2 separate regions of the Sus scrofa genome follow, and region 2 is linked to region 1. Evidence: chromatin contacts called from public HiChIP or PLAC-seq data. All regions are on one chromosome and are shown on one strand. Each heading gives the region's core, a stretch centred on a gene start, on an enhancer-like site or on the middle of the called end of the contact. The rest is flanking DNA. Distances are from core to core; before and after follow the strand shown.

Region 1 (6,809 bases), core at 2,991-5,490:
ACTCCTTTGTGGTGGCCCCAGGAGTTTCAGTCTAAATATAGCTGCAGCCCATTCACACTGCCACCCAGCTGGGGGCGGGGGGGAGGCTGTGGAACAATGGGGCATGTACAGAGCCCCCCACACCTGTATGGAATCTAGCGGAAGGCAGACACTCAGCCCTGGCTCCTAGCTGTCGGAGACAGGGTGGGAGCCAGTGCACTACCAGGCCAGGGGCACGTTCACGCCAGGGCAGGAAAGCACATCAGCCTGAGGAGCCGGGCAGCCGCCCTCCCCACTCAAGCCCATTCCAGAGCTTGCTGCAGCCACTCTCACCTCCCCGACTCCAGCAGCACCCACACGGTCCTGTCCTCCAGCAGAAGAGTCAGGCTTTTGGCTGGACCGTCCTTAGGCTGCTGCCTGGAGCAAGCGCAGGAGTGCACGCTTAGCCCTGCCACTCCCTCTCCATCAGGAAAGGGCAGTTAGGAGTAGCAGGCACGTCATCGTAATTATAACCTTGAAAAAAGGCAGCAGGTGTATGTTAACTTCTGTGGCACTGACCCTAGATATCCAGAGAAGGGATCCTAAGCAAAAACTCGCCCCAAATGAAGATGCTAATAGAAACCAGTGCTTCTGCCTGCTTTCTACAGCAAATGCAGACTCTGCACCTTTGGTTTCTGCTGCTGCTCAAGAAGGAATGCCTGCCTGCACTGTTGATTATCTCACCAACTATTCCTATTATATATTTCATTTCCGTTTTCCCATTTTTTGTTTTGTTTTTTTAAAAATGCCTCCACAGGGAGTTCCCGTTGTGGCTCACATTCAATCCCTGGCCCCATATGCCAAGGGTGCAGCCATTAAAAAAAGGGGAGGGGGTCCTGACATGGCTCAGTGGAAACAAATCTGGCCAGTATCCATGAGGATCCAGGGGCTCGATCCCTGGCCTCACCCAGTGGGTATGGGATCTGGCGTTGCTGTGAGCTGTGGTGTAGGTCGCAGACGTGGCTCGGATCGTGTGTTCCTGTGGCTGTGGTGTAGGCCAGCAGCCGTAGCTCTGATTAGACCCCTAGCCTGGGAACTTCCATATGCTGTGGGTGTGGCCCTAGAAAGCAAAAAAATAAAAATACCTCCACATAGCTAAAGGAAAAAAAAAAGAGAGAGAGAGAGATAGACACCAAGAATACCATGAGTCAGGAGTTGCCGTCCCGTTGTGTCACAACGGAAAGGAATCTGACTAGGAACCATGAGGTTGCGGGTTTGATCCCTGGCCTCGATCAGTGGGTTAAGGATATGACATTGCCGTGAGCTGTGGTGTAGGTCACAGACACAGCTTGGATCTGGTGTGGCTGTGGCTGTGGTGTAAGCCAACAGCTGTAGCTCCGATTCAACCCCTAGCCTGGGCACCTCCATATGCCAAGAGTGTGACCTTAAAAAGCAAAAAAAAAGAATACCGTGAGTCTTGTGATATAAACCAACAGTCTGTGCCTCACCCCTGTCCATCTCCAGCTCTGTTCCCTGGTGCTTTCCCTAGACGTTTACCCTCTTGGAAATATAGATGAAAAATGGAGCCGGGCAGGAAGAAAGGACACTGACATTTGTTAAGTTTCTAATATGTGTATCGGGCACCTGGCTAGATGCTTTGACATGCAAGGTGAGTGTGGAAATTTGCTGTTCCCAGACTTCTCGTTTCTGGCTCAGACATTGCTCTGGCCGGAGAGGCCTGTGGATAAATGACTCCCTCACCCCGCAGAGGGAAGGAAGCAGCTACTCCTGTGGTGCCTTAAGCAGAAGGAAGACCTTAGAAGGCCTTCTTTTGACCTGGCTCTGTTTTGGGATCCAAGTTCTTCATAAGTTGCCCCACTCCTGTGTGAGCTAATTGCATTACCTTCGTTTGTAATTCTCAGTGTCTCAATTTCCAAAAGGGTCAGCATCCCCACATCATCCCCGCCATCTGCAGGAAGGAACTTGCTCTGCGAAAGAGCCCTTCCTGGGGACCCAGGCCTGTTAGCATCCTCGTCAGATGTTACTGCGGAGTCTCTCTCCCAGTTCCCCACCAGCTTGCTCAAGGAAGCCTCCAGACTTGAGAGGAAGCGGGTGACCTGGCGCCGTGCAGAAGCAGGATTAAGGTCGTCTTCTCCTCTTCCACACTCAGTGACGTTATGGTCCTTATTGCCACTGGTCTGACGCAACGCGTCCGTCCTCTCCTAGGACTCCCAGCTCACTGTCCAAGGACCACTGTGGCCCAGCCTTAGCTGCAGTGAGAAGGGTTCCAATGGAGCTCTCCTTCCGGGTCAGCACACTGGACTCCAGGCCAGGGCCAGTCCGTCTGAATCACAGCATTCCAGTTGCGCCCCCCCCCTCACCCCCACCAGAGGCTTCTGCAGCCTTTTGCTCATACAAACAAAAATAAATCTCACTACCGGCCTCTGAACTCCACAGCAGCATGCTTCCCCTTCTCCCCAAGCGTCCCATGGCTGCGAGGGGGACTTGGCACTCTCCCCGCCGACATCACTTTTTCACTCCCTGCGCATCCTGTGTCCTTCTCTCACCGTGCGACCCAGAGATCAGAGTGGGACGTGACGGCCGGCACAGGCGCCGTGCACAGCTGCCAGGAATCTGACGGGTAAAATCTGGAAAAGTTGGGAGGGCAAGTGCTAAACACACACACACGCGCACACACACACACACAGCACCACTCAGAGAGGGCCGGAAACACAGACACCCACAGACAAGGGCCTGCGGACGCCCAGTCCTTCCTCGTCTGCCATCCTTTTAAGGGGACTGGGCCCGTCTCATGAGCCAGGGGTGACCCCCCCCAGAGGCCTACCGGTACCCCAAGAGAAGGGGGAACAACCTCATTTAATCTCCTGAGACTCCCGGAGGGCATGTGGGGAACAGGAAGCAGTTGTGTGGTGACTCACTGGGCAGAGCCAGGTTAAGGGAAGTTGTCTGCGGGTGTCCCTGGGACCGGATGGTGGCAGCACAGCTCTGACCACCCTCATCCAGCTTGACCCCACCCACCCCTGGAGAACCAACAAGGCTGCCACCTCCCTAAGAGGCCGTGGCCTCTGTTCACCTTCCTGGCCCTGAGCCACAACTCAGAGGACTCAGACCGTTAGTGCCTCCCTGAACCTTGCACCTAGATTTTTCTTCCGTCCTGTCGTCAGAACACCCAAGTAGGCGCAGCCCCCAGCCTCCCTTGGCCACGTGGCCCAAAGACCCTCCTGCCCACTGCCAGCATTTACGGAAGGAAAGTACTGTAGGTCTTAGGAGCTCACTCTTCCCACAGGGTGAAAGGGGCAGCCAGTTCCGCTTGCTCAGACCTGGCCTCAGCGCTGGAGGGTCATTCCTGGAGGCAGGAAACTGAGATGCAAAGGAGGTCTTTGTGGGCCGGTGCCCCCCCAAGCTCCCCGGCTGGCGACAGTGCCCGTCCTGCCCCTCCTCCCCAGAAAGAGGTTTGGGGGGGCCTCTGATGCTGAGCAAAACGTCCCTGGAGTTCCCATCATGGCTCAGTGGTTAACGAATCCGACCAGAAACCGTGAGGTTGCAGGTTTGATCCCTGGCCTCACTCAGTCCGATTCGACCCCTAGCTTGGGAACCTCCATATGCCGCGGGTGCGGCCCTAAAAAGACGAAAAACAAAAAAAAATAAAAACCCGTGCCTGGCAGCGGAAGGGCTGGCTGGAGAACCTTAAGACCTGGGAGATGAGCGATGGGCGTGCTGAGGAGCAACGGAGGGCCCACTGCCCTGAGTGGGGCTGTTTCCTGTGCTCAGATGCCCACGCCGTCCCAGGGTTCAGTGTCACTACATCTCAATTCAAAGTCAGTTTTTAGAAAATACCCAAGCTGAGTTCAGTGGAACATGTGTCACCTTCTAGCTGGCAGCCCCCTGGAAGGACCAGTGACCCCCTCCCCTGGGAGCGTGGCCACGGCAGCGGTGCTTTCCCCTGAGGAGGTGGGAACAGCGGGGAGACTTTAGGCCCCTGAGCCCCTCAGCCGCGTTTCTCGTGCCTGCCAGCGTCGTGTGCCTTCCACCAGCTGCGGTGGCAGTGGCAGCAACGACTTACTCATAGGGAGAGGTCCCCAGCAGGTCACAGAGGAGCCACCCCCAGCTTTCAAAGGCATGCCCTTTCAGTTTTACTGTCATTGCCAGTGAAACCTGAGCACCTTCCTCACTGACTGTTAGTGGCCAGGGCCCAGCCTGTGGGACCCACCTCAGTTGGCACGCACATCTGCTCCCTCCTCTGTGCTGGCGTCTGTGTCCCTGCAAGCTGATGTGTGGCAGGAAGCCAGGAGAGGGCAGGACAGGGCTGGGACCTGCTTGCCCAGCCTCTTAGGCTCTGTGTACAGGGAGCACGCTGTCTGGGCAGATGCCCACGAGTCAGTTTGCTTCTTGGCCATGGTCCCCAGCAGAGGAAGCAGCACAAGAGTAGCCATGTTCTCTAGTGACAGACGTACCCACGGCCTGTCTGAGAGGGCCGCGGCCACACCAGGCCCTGTCAGAGATTCGGGCTTTCCCAGATGGACATGGAGCTTCCCTGAAAGACGAGAGCATCCATAAGACTAACAAGCACTAGGCCGTGTGCCTTCTGAGGTGGGGTGCCCAGGACACCAGAGCTGCTATGTGAGGCGGGTTTTTAGTGCTGCATGGGGGACCCGCAGACTTTGCTGTGGAAATTCATCTTGCGCTGGTTAACACAGGCCTAGGCTGTCAGACGCCTGATGCCGCAGATATTATTTGCTGTTCCACAGAAGTAAATTGACTTAAGTTAATTTAAAGAAAAACACCAGGTAAATAAGAGTATGTAGATTGTAGATCATGGCAGAGGAGCAGGGATAGAACCCAGAAGGCCGCTGCTTAGGGGACCCCGTGCTGCTCGAGGGGATGGTGGCGACTCTCACCAGTCTGGGTGGTTCCTTTGCAGATCTGTGCATTGGGTCTAATCCATCGCACCATGTGGATGGACTCGGCCACCGAAGGGGACTTACGGGGGGCACTTTGGTGTTGATGATCAGGTGTCAGGGTCACTTCTTTTGTATGGACTCGGAGTTTGTTTCCTTTCTATCTTTCTTTCTTCTCTTTATCCTCTCTTTGTTTGTTTCCTTCAGCTACACCGTGAAGTAAGTTGAAATAACGGATTCCATTTGGGTTATATGTATGTGTATAAAGTGTCTGGATTGACAAGTGCCCCCATATTTGCTGTGTAGATAACATGTTTAGCTGCTTTCGTACCCAGGGAACCTAACTCTCCTTTGTCGATTTTTAGCCTGAGGTCTTAGATTCAGAGACCCGTTGTTTTTACTACCATCAGGGTCCTTTCTCAGTCCCACGCAGGGTTGTGGTCACACCCCGTTCCCCCGAGCCTTTTGGTTAGTGTTGATTTTTGTTGCAGGGCTTCGCCCAGCCCTTGGGCCTGTCCCGGCTGCCCCTCTGGAGGGGGAAGAGGTTCGGCAGCCGCGGCAGGATGCTGACACACCGCGGAGTCAGGGCGCTGGCGCGCCCACCGCTTGCCTGCTCACTCACTGGCTCACTCACCATTCTGTGTCCCTGTAGGCTGTCCTGGAGGACCAGAGTCAGATGAGGCAGATGGAGCTCGAGATCAGACCGTTGTTCCTTGTGCCAGACACCAACGGCTTCATTGACCACCTGGCCAGCCTGGCCCGGCTGCTGGAGAGCAGGAAGTACATCCTGGTGGTGCCCCTCATCGGTGAGTCAGGCCCAAGCAGCCCTGCACGTGCGCAGCAGCCCCTTCTGCACACGTGCCCCACAGCCCGGGGGCCAGGCCAGCAGAACCCCGCTGTGTGTGTAAGACAGGATTTGCAGGGAAGTAGGGAATGCGTGGGGCAAGGAAAATTGTTTAATAATCAAAGCAGTTCAAATTATTATGGCTGATCCATGGCTTAAACTGCTTGAGCAAATGGACTCCTGTGTCCCAGCAACCAGAGGCTGCATGAGCCCAGCCCTTGTTTTTATCCTTATAAAGCTTGCAGTAAAACAGCAAAGCTGGTTCCCGTTATTGGTAAACACTCAGCCCTGGCAGATAACGGCAGTGCTGCTGGGTGGTCTGGCAGGGAGGCTGGGAGGATTTTGAAGTGGTTAGATGCCTTTGGTCTGATTGTCTTGTAGCTTTTCATGATCATTCTGTTGGTTCGAGGTAGCATTCTTCTGGCCAGTGTCACCCTAAGGCCGATGGAAACCCTCCAGAGCAAGCCCTTGGCTCATGCCTGTGGATTGCTGCCACTTGGGCCCTTACCACTGTCTGGTCATTGGTGCTGGTACAGGGTCAGCATCTCGGGACCCAGCTAGCTTGCTTCCCCCCCTCAGGCCAGAAGAGCCCAGGGGACTGTGTAAGGCACCCCTGGTTCTTGGAGCCCTGTGGTGGGTCAGTCTCAGGAGATAACTGATAGAGCTAATATTGCCAAGAGCTGTCCTGTGGAGGGAGAGGGTCGAGGAGGTGATTGGAAGCCCAGGCTTTTCCACTTCCCGTTCTCAGCAGCCACTTGGAGCACATTTGGGAACCCTGTCCTCTGGAAAAGCTGCCAGACTGGCAGTCTGCCTGCCAAGCCACCTCTGACATCCATGCCAAGATGTTCCACTGGGCCTTCCCTCCCAGTCCCCAGTGTCTTAGTGCCAGATGAGGGTGGAAACAAAGGGCAGGAAACATCCGCCCTGCAGAGGCTATAGAGCCCTGGGGGGTTGTGGGAAACACGTTAGCACCACCTGAGAATGTTGGCACTGAAGCAGCCCTCGGCCCGCCTCCGCCCTCCCTGTCTTCCTTCCCCCTCCCCATGTGGCCTGGCCAGAACCTCCTAAACCCAGGCCCTGAGACCCAA
Region 2 (6,809 bases), core at 1,115-3,614, 150 kb before region 1:
CAGAGAGAATGTGTGTATAGTTTGAAAAAGTTCCCTAAGATTCCCTTCACTATCACTAGTTGAAAAACAATGCATTGAAGTCCACTTTCTATTAGATATAGTTAAATTATGATCATGGCAGGTGTGAAGTCAGGTGATTAAGTAGGCTTCCTCTGCTACCCTAAGGGAAAGGTCTTTGGGAAGTATAGCTAGAGCCACAATATGAAGAAATCTCTTGGTGCACTGATTTTATTCCAGCAGTCATTGTGGGTCACACAGTATGTTTCCTACTAATCAGTAAGGGAAACTTAAAAGTAAAACCGAACTGCTTTTTAAATTGTTCTTCTGCCCTCATCAGCCCTGCATGAATAAGCAAGCTCACCAGTTCTCTTACTGAGATAGATGGCAGTTTAAGGGGAGGAGAACTGTTTTGGAATCAGAAGACCTGGGTTCAAGTTCTAACTCTGCCATTTAGTAGTTTAAGTTGTTTAAATTTCTTTCTTTTCTTTTCTCTTCTTTCTTTCTGTCGTTTTGTCCTTTTAGGGCCCTACCTGCGACATGTGGCTGTTCCCAGGCTAGAGATCTAATCGGAGCTGCACCTGTGACCTATACCACAGCTCACAGATGCCAGATCCTTAACCTACTGAGCAAGGCCAGGGATCGAGCCCACAACCTCATGGTTCCTAGTAGGACTGTTTCCTCTTCACCACAACGGGAACTCCAAGGTTGTTTAAATTTCTGAACTCCCTTGCAGCTTCGGGGATGATAATTGGCTTGAATGAGATGGGTTAGTATCATTCTGTTTCTACCAAAGTACTCTGTATGTGTGAAATTCCTCTTAGTTATGCATGAGTTAACCTGTTTATGATTGACAGCTGGAAAGAGGGACAATTGAGTTAAAAATAGAGAGGGAATTTTTTTTTTTTACTTTTTTATTTAAAATAATTTCCTCCCCGTGGAAAAGTTGTAAGAATAATATGAAGAACTCCGTATATCCTTCATCTGGATTCTCTAGTTAATATTTTACCACTCATTGGGAGAGAATGTTCGGCTGACAGTTGAGTGTTTACAGCATGCCAAGCCTGTGCTTTTACTTGCCTTATCTCATGCACCACTACCTTAACATATAGGTTCTCTTAACTCCATTGGGTGGAAAGAAAAACTTAGGGAGGTTAGATCAGTTGCCTGAGACCCCACGACAGGGACGTGGCAGAAGTTCGAGGGGTAAGTTTTTCAAACCACCTTCCTTTCCCTTCTAGCCCAGGCCTTGCCACTGACGTGGTGGAACCATCAGCCGTTTACTTTGCATCAGTTCCTCACCTTTCCCTTCTGTTCATGGAACCCAGCGTCGTCCACCCCCTTGACTCATCTCACTGTAGAGACAGGTTACCTTCCGTGAAGTATCCTGAGCTTACGAGCCACAGAAACCAATGTTTGATCTAGTATTGCTGATTCAATGTAATTCGTTTAAGCAAAAGTAAAGACTGAAGATTGTATGGTTAGTGGTCCGAGGCATTGGTGAGATGAGATGCCCGCCTTTCTCCACACCCGACTTCATATGAAATTAGTGAAACTGCCACAATTTGGTTGGTGTTCTGTTTTGCAAGAGTATAAGCCGGAAGAGTTTTTTCCTCCTGGGGAAGGCATCCAGGGTGCTGGACTGTTCCTTGCCCTAACCACTCCCTGGAGATCAGGATTCTTGATCCCTCTTCCTGTCTGGCTACAGAGCATATTGCTTCCAGGAGACCAGGGAAGATGACAGGGTTTGGTCTTTAGATTATTTCCACTCTTGGGAGTTGACATTTTTTTCCCCTGCCTTGTTTTGCTCAGAGGAATATCTTCCCTAAGTTGTGATAGAAATAGATTTTCTAGAACCTTGAACTGAGATTGCAAATTTGGTAGCTCATTGATGTGAGCCAGATGTGGCTGGCAAATGTGTGTTTTTGGCTTGCTTAATGTTTAAATTTTTTTCATTAGTAGCCAACATTTAAAACCCAGAGAATTTAACATAAAAACCCAGCGTTCAGCTTTTCTAAAAGGGGGAAAAAAAAAAGAGAGAGAGAAAGATTTGAACTTTAGTTTAAAAGCTGGAGAAGTACAATTTGATGAGCTAGTTAGCGGTGGGTTTCCTCCCCCTTGGTAACCAAAAGGGAGTTTTAGTTTTGGAGAAGGTAGAGAAACAGCTCATAAGTAAGATTAGGGACTTATCCAAGATCATTATCATCTCTGTCCTGTTCTTGTCAGTGTTTTATTTCCATCATTATGGGGCCACCTCCTAGATGGCAGAGAGTGCCTGGCATCTCCCTTTCTACCCAGCCTAGTTGGGTTCATTGCTTCGCTCCCTGCACGCAGTCACCACTGCCAGCAGAGGGTGCTGTTCACTCGCTGAGCCTGCTGTCATTTTGGCTCAGCTGAGCAACAGCTGTTGGGCATGGGCCCTGGGTCTGTGTGAGAGTTTGGGCATGTTCATTTGGTTCCCATCCCCAGTGCCCACCCCTTAGACCCTGGCCAGGTTATTGTGTCACTAGGGACTCTGTTCAGTAACAGGAAACTGGGGAAAGTTTAATTGTTTTCTCCTTTCTCTTTTTCCCATGCAGCTGAACAAAAGGTTCATCCTCAGTTTTCTCCATGCCCATGGGAAGCTGTTTACCCGGATTGGGTAAGTGTGCAGGATGTTTATTTTATTTTCCTACATTACAAGTCATTTTGGAATTTAATATTGTTAGCAACTAGACTGTGTTTGTAACTGAGGGCACAGGGTGTGAATTCTTAGGGGCCTCCACCTTCTCTCCTCTTCCCTTCCCTCACTCTCCTACTGTGCTCGTGACATTTGGGAACGATTACTCTCCAGCCTGCTGGCTCTTCTTTCTCTACCTTCACGAAAAAACCCCCTTTAACCACAGTCTTCCCCCAACCCCCACCCCAATCCCTCAGGGTTTCTCTTTCCTCTGCCTTCCGGCCCAGCCCCTAGTGAGCTCCTCGAGGAAGTCATGCTTAGTCCCTGGGTGCAGCTGCCAGGGGTCCTCCTTGGGGGAAAATTCTGTCCTCTAATTTTCCCTTAAAGAGAAGAGCAACACACTTTCTTCCTCCAGCGTTTTCTCTTCCTTCTGAACCATATACCCTTTCCTCTTAGGCTCTGTTTCCTACACCATGTTGCTGCTCTCAGTAAATGCCAAGACTTTTCTGTGGTCTCACTATCCACCATGGATTTCCATATAAATCTCAGGGAAGGTGGTGTGGGTGTGGGTGTGTGTGTGAGTGTGAGTGTGAGACCTTGTTACTTGAGCTGTCGAGTCCCTGGAAAGAGATCAAGTTTTGAGTATTCCTTTGGTGGATCAGAGTTTGTCCTCACTGCCTAAAGCCAGCGCCCCTGTGCTGGGAGCCTCGTTAGTCCAGGAGAGGAGTGGGTGACGATGCCCTCAGGTCTTCTGTGCATTTTAATATCTTCTGAGTTGGAGCTTTTATTGTGAGGTACCTTTGAGGTGATTTGTTTTGAATTATAGATCCCCCAGTGGTTGGCACTGTTTCAGTTTCTGTCATAACCGTGTAAGTTTATCTGTAATGCGCTAGAAGGTTTCCTCAGTGGGAGAACTGAAAGGCTTTGTCCTGCTTGAAAAAACGCTGTTTGTGGATGGTGAACTAGAAAGTATGCCTGTTACGTAGTCATTTGTCATCAGCCTGGGCAAGAGTGACCGGGATGACCATAGTCTTGATTTTGAAATGACTTGGGAAACTTGGCATAGTGCCAGTAGATGCATCTCTATTAGCAAAAATAAATGTGGAGTAATTTACCCAGGAAAGTAAACTAGGTGCATCAGTAGCAGTAGCACCCCTCTGGCCTCCCCCTACCCCCAAGTTAGCCCTCCTCTGGCGGGCGTTTTTGCTGAACGCTCTTATCTCCCTAGTCCTTGGCGTGTAGTAGGTGCGCAGAGAATGTTTGTTGTAGCAGTGAGTGAATCACTACAAGAGATGAGTTGACTAGGGGAGACTGGAGAGAAGGATCTAATAGCTTTTAGTAGACCCAGGCCAGTCACACGTGAGTAATGCAAAGCGGCGGTTGCAGGGTGGGTAAGGGAATATCAGTATCACTTCATAAACGAGCACGTAGCAGGAATGCTGTTGTGTTGCACTTAAAATAGGCGCTGTGGTTCCTTATTTGTCCTTTTTTCTTAATTCTCATTTTAAAAATCCTTCTTTTCGGAGTTCCTGTTGTGGTGCAGTGGTTAACGAATCTGACTAGGAACCACGAGGTTGCGGGTTCGATCCCTGCTCTTGCTCAGTGGGTTAACGATCCGGGGTTGCCGTGAGCTGTGGTGTAGGTGGCAGACGCGGCTCAGATCCCACGTTGCTGTGGCTCTGACGTAGGCTGGCAGCTACAGCTCCGATTCGACCCCTAGCCTGGGAACCTCCATATGCCGCAGGAGCGGCCCAAGAAATGGCAAAAAGACAAAAATAAATAAATAAATTAATTAAAAATCTTTCTTTTCCTTACTATCTTTCTAGTAAGTATTTTCTATCTTTTTTTCCTTTTTTTTGGCATATATGTTTGTTCTTTAATTTTTTTTTTTTTTTTTTTTTTTTTTTTTTTTTTTTTTTTTTTTGGTCTTTTTGCCATTTCTTGGGCCGCTCCTGCGGCATATGGAGGTTCCCAGGCTAGGGGTCAAATCGGAGCTGTAGCTGCCAGCCTACGCCAGAGCCACATCAACTTGGGATCTGAGCTGCATCTGCATCCTACACCACAGCTCACGGCAACACCAGATCCTTAACCCACTGAGCAAGGGCAGGGATCAAACCCGCAACCTCATGGTTCCTAGTCAGATTCGTTAACCACTGAGCCACGACGGGAACTCCTGTTCTTTAAATTTTTATATACCATGTTTACTCAACCTCTGTATTGTTGATATTTTGACCCTGATAATTCTCTGTTGTAGGGGACTCTCCCATGGAGGATGTTTCATAGCAACCCAGGCTTCTACCCACCACATGCCAGTAGCGTCCCTTCCCCTTGGCCCAGTTATGACAATTCAAGCTGTCTCCAGACATTTCCAGACATAGCCTGTGGGGCAGAATTGTTCCTGGTTGAGAACCACTGCCCTAGCTCTGTTTGAGACTTTGGGGACTAAAAAAGTTATAAATCGTGGTCCGGAATGTAGGAATATTTTTTATATATATATATATATATATATATTTAAATCAGTTTAAGCATTAGTTAGTTCCTTATTCCCCCCCCTTTAAAATTCTCGTGTTTAAATAAATATATTTTGGAGGAAGTTTGAAGAGAAAAAACACAATGATTAAAAAGCTAGAAAATTATTTCTGAGAGAAAAAATTAATCTTAAAAAATTAAGGTAAGAAAAAGTTTACTTAGAGACAGCTGTGAGGGGTACTCTAAGTATGTTTAAATATGAAAGAATCATAACCAGATAGATTTGATTTCTGTGGGACAACACCAAGAGAAAAATTGGCTTATGTTGCAGCTGGAGAGGTTTGTGTTAGGTGTAAGAAAATTTCACCGAGGGAAGATGTTCGGGAATTGTCTTCTCTGGAAGTCTTTAAAAATGAATAGATTATCTCATTTGTCAGAGGTAGTTTCCTGTGGTCCAGATTATTTTTCAAGATCTCTTCCATTCCTGCATATAACACATTCCGTTGGCAAAGATGAGGCCAGTCTCATTCCACCTTCATGGGCAGTGAGTTGTAGTAGTTGTTTACATGAGGAAAACGTATGTAAATTCTAGGCACTCCAGCCCCTCCGTGAGTATTCCTCCTCTGCTCTCCTGGAGGCAAATAAAGAATTGAGCCCCGTATTTATTCTGGAAGGCAGACACAGCAATAATGTTTCTATTGGAAAAAAAAAAATATAGAAGTCTGTAAGACTAGAAAAGCAATGAGCCCAAGCCACACACAACAACATGGACGGCTGCCTAATTACCAAGAAGATGTGAAATGTGGGAGGCGTTGAAAACGAATTAAGAGTGAGGAGATTGTAATGGGGAGCAGCTGAAGACACATCCACTGTCCCGCCTGCCTGCTGAGAAAAGCCCCCGAGGGGCTCTCCTAGGCGTCGTCTTCTCTGTGCCCCATGTTCCCAGTTGCATCAGTGTATGCTTGAGGGCCTACTATGTGCAACACTAGACTCCTCTGCCTCCCAGCAGCCAGCGAAAAAGAGGGTCAGAGCATTAGATGCAATCAGGTGCCAAAAAGAGTTTTTCTCTGTCAGCTAGTTATAAGACCTCGAGAGCGAACAAAGTCAAAGCCTCTGTGGACTCCGTTTTCCTTATCAGTAGTTTAAATAGATGATCTCAAGGTCTGTTTTAGTCCTTAAGTTCTGTAGCACTATGATTTTTTTTCTCTCTCACTCGTTACCCTGTCACACGGCTTAGTTTTGTTTTGTTTTTTTGCTACTGATTCGCTCCTGTCTTGTTCAGTTTTTTGAAATTAAGAAGCAAAAGTTAGGGATCCTGATTCTTTTCTGCAGAGAATGTTGTCTAGCCCAGCTGCGTCCCCCAGCATCCGAGAGGTTGGGTCCTGCCCCGTTAGTCACTGTCTGAGTCACTCTCGGGTCTAGGTCCCAGTGTTGTCTGAAAGATTGGTTTCTTGAAACTGCCATTCAAATGAGACAAGGTGTCTCTAAAGAGAACACTTCAGAAAGCAGTCACTTAAGCCAGTGAAACACATATTCTGAAAATGATCATATCTTCTGCAGTTTTAAAGGATAGGGGCAGAATCCTCTCGGGCTCAGAAAGAGGAACCGCTCAGGGATGCCGAGTGGCTCCTGACAGACCCCGGCTTTCCTGGGGAGAAACAGAGCTCACGCTCCACGGAGAGGT

The links. HiChIP or PLAC-seq counts read pairs in DNA pulled down with a chosen protein or histone mark.
Region 2: a contact with region 1 is called in an H3K27ac HiChIP or PLAC-seq map of skeletal muscle. The contact joins two enhancer-like sites. A contact is called at or near these places in 9 of 47 Hi-C or Micro-C datasets (adipocytes, embryonic fibroblasts, fibroblasts and 5 more) and 2 of 2 datasets of contacts at active chromatin or transcription factors (alveolar macrophages and skeletal muscle).

The regions. Positions count from the first base shown.
Region 1 is chr12:48,179,937-48,186,745 of Sscrofa11.1, reverse strand. It overlaps SMG6 (telomerase-binding protein EST1A), which reads left to right. Exons shown (of 19, transcript XM_021067586.1): 16 at 5,530-5,683. Among named protein-coding and RNA genes, the nearest start is that of HIC1, 15 kb to the right of the region's middle. Within about 2 kb of position 4,240, at least 23 of the 83 cell types and tissues checked have an H3K27ac peak or open chromatin away from gene starts, as enhancers often do. A contact at or near this core is called in retroperitoneal adipose tissue and skeletal muscle, where this site is marked.
Region 2 is chr12:48,331,411-48,338,219 of Sscrofa11.1, reverse strand. It overlaps SMG6 (telomerase-binding protein EST1A), which reads left to right. Exons shown (of 19, transcript XM_021067586.1): 9 at 2,577-2,638. Among named protein-coding and RNA genes, the nearest start is that of SRR, 52 kb to the left of the region's middle. Within about 2 kb of position 2,364, at least 24 of the 83 cell types and tissues checked have an H3K27ac peak or open chromatin away from gene starts, as enhancers often do. A contact at or near this core is called in retroperitoneal adipose tissue and skeletal muscle, where this site is marked.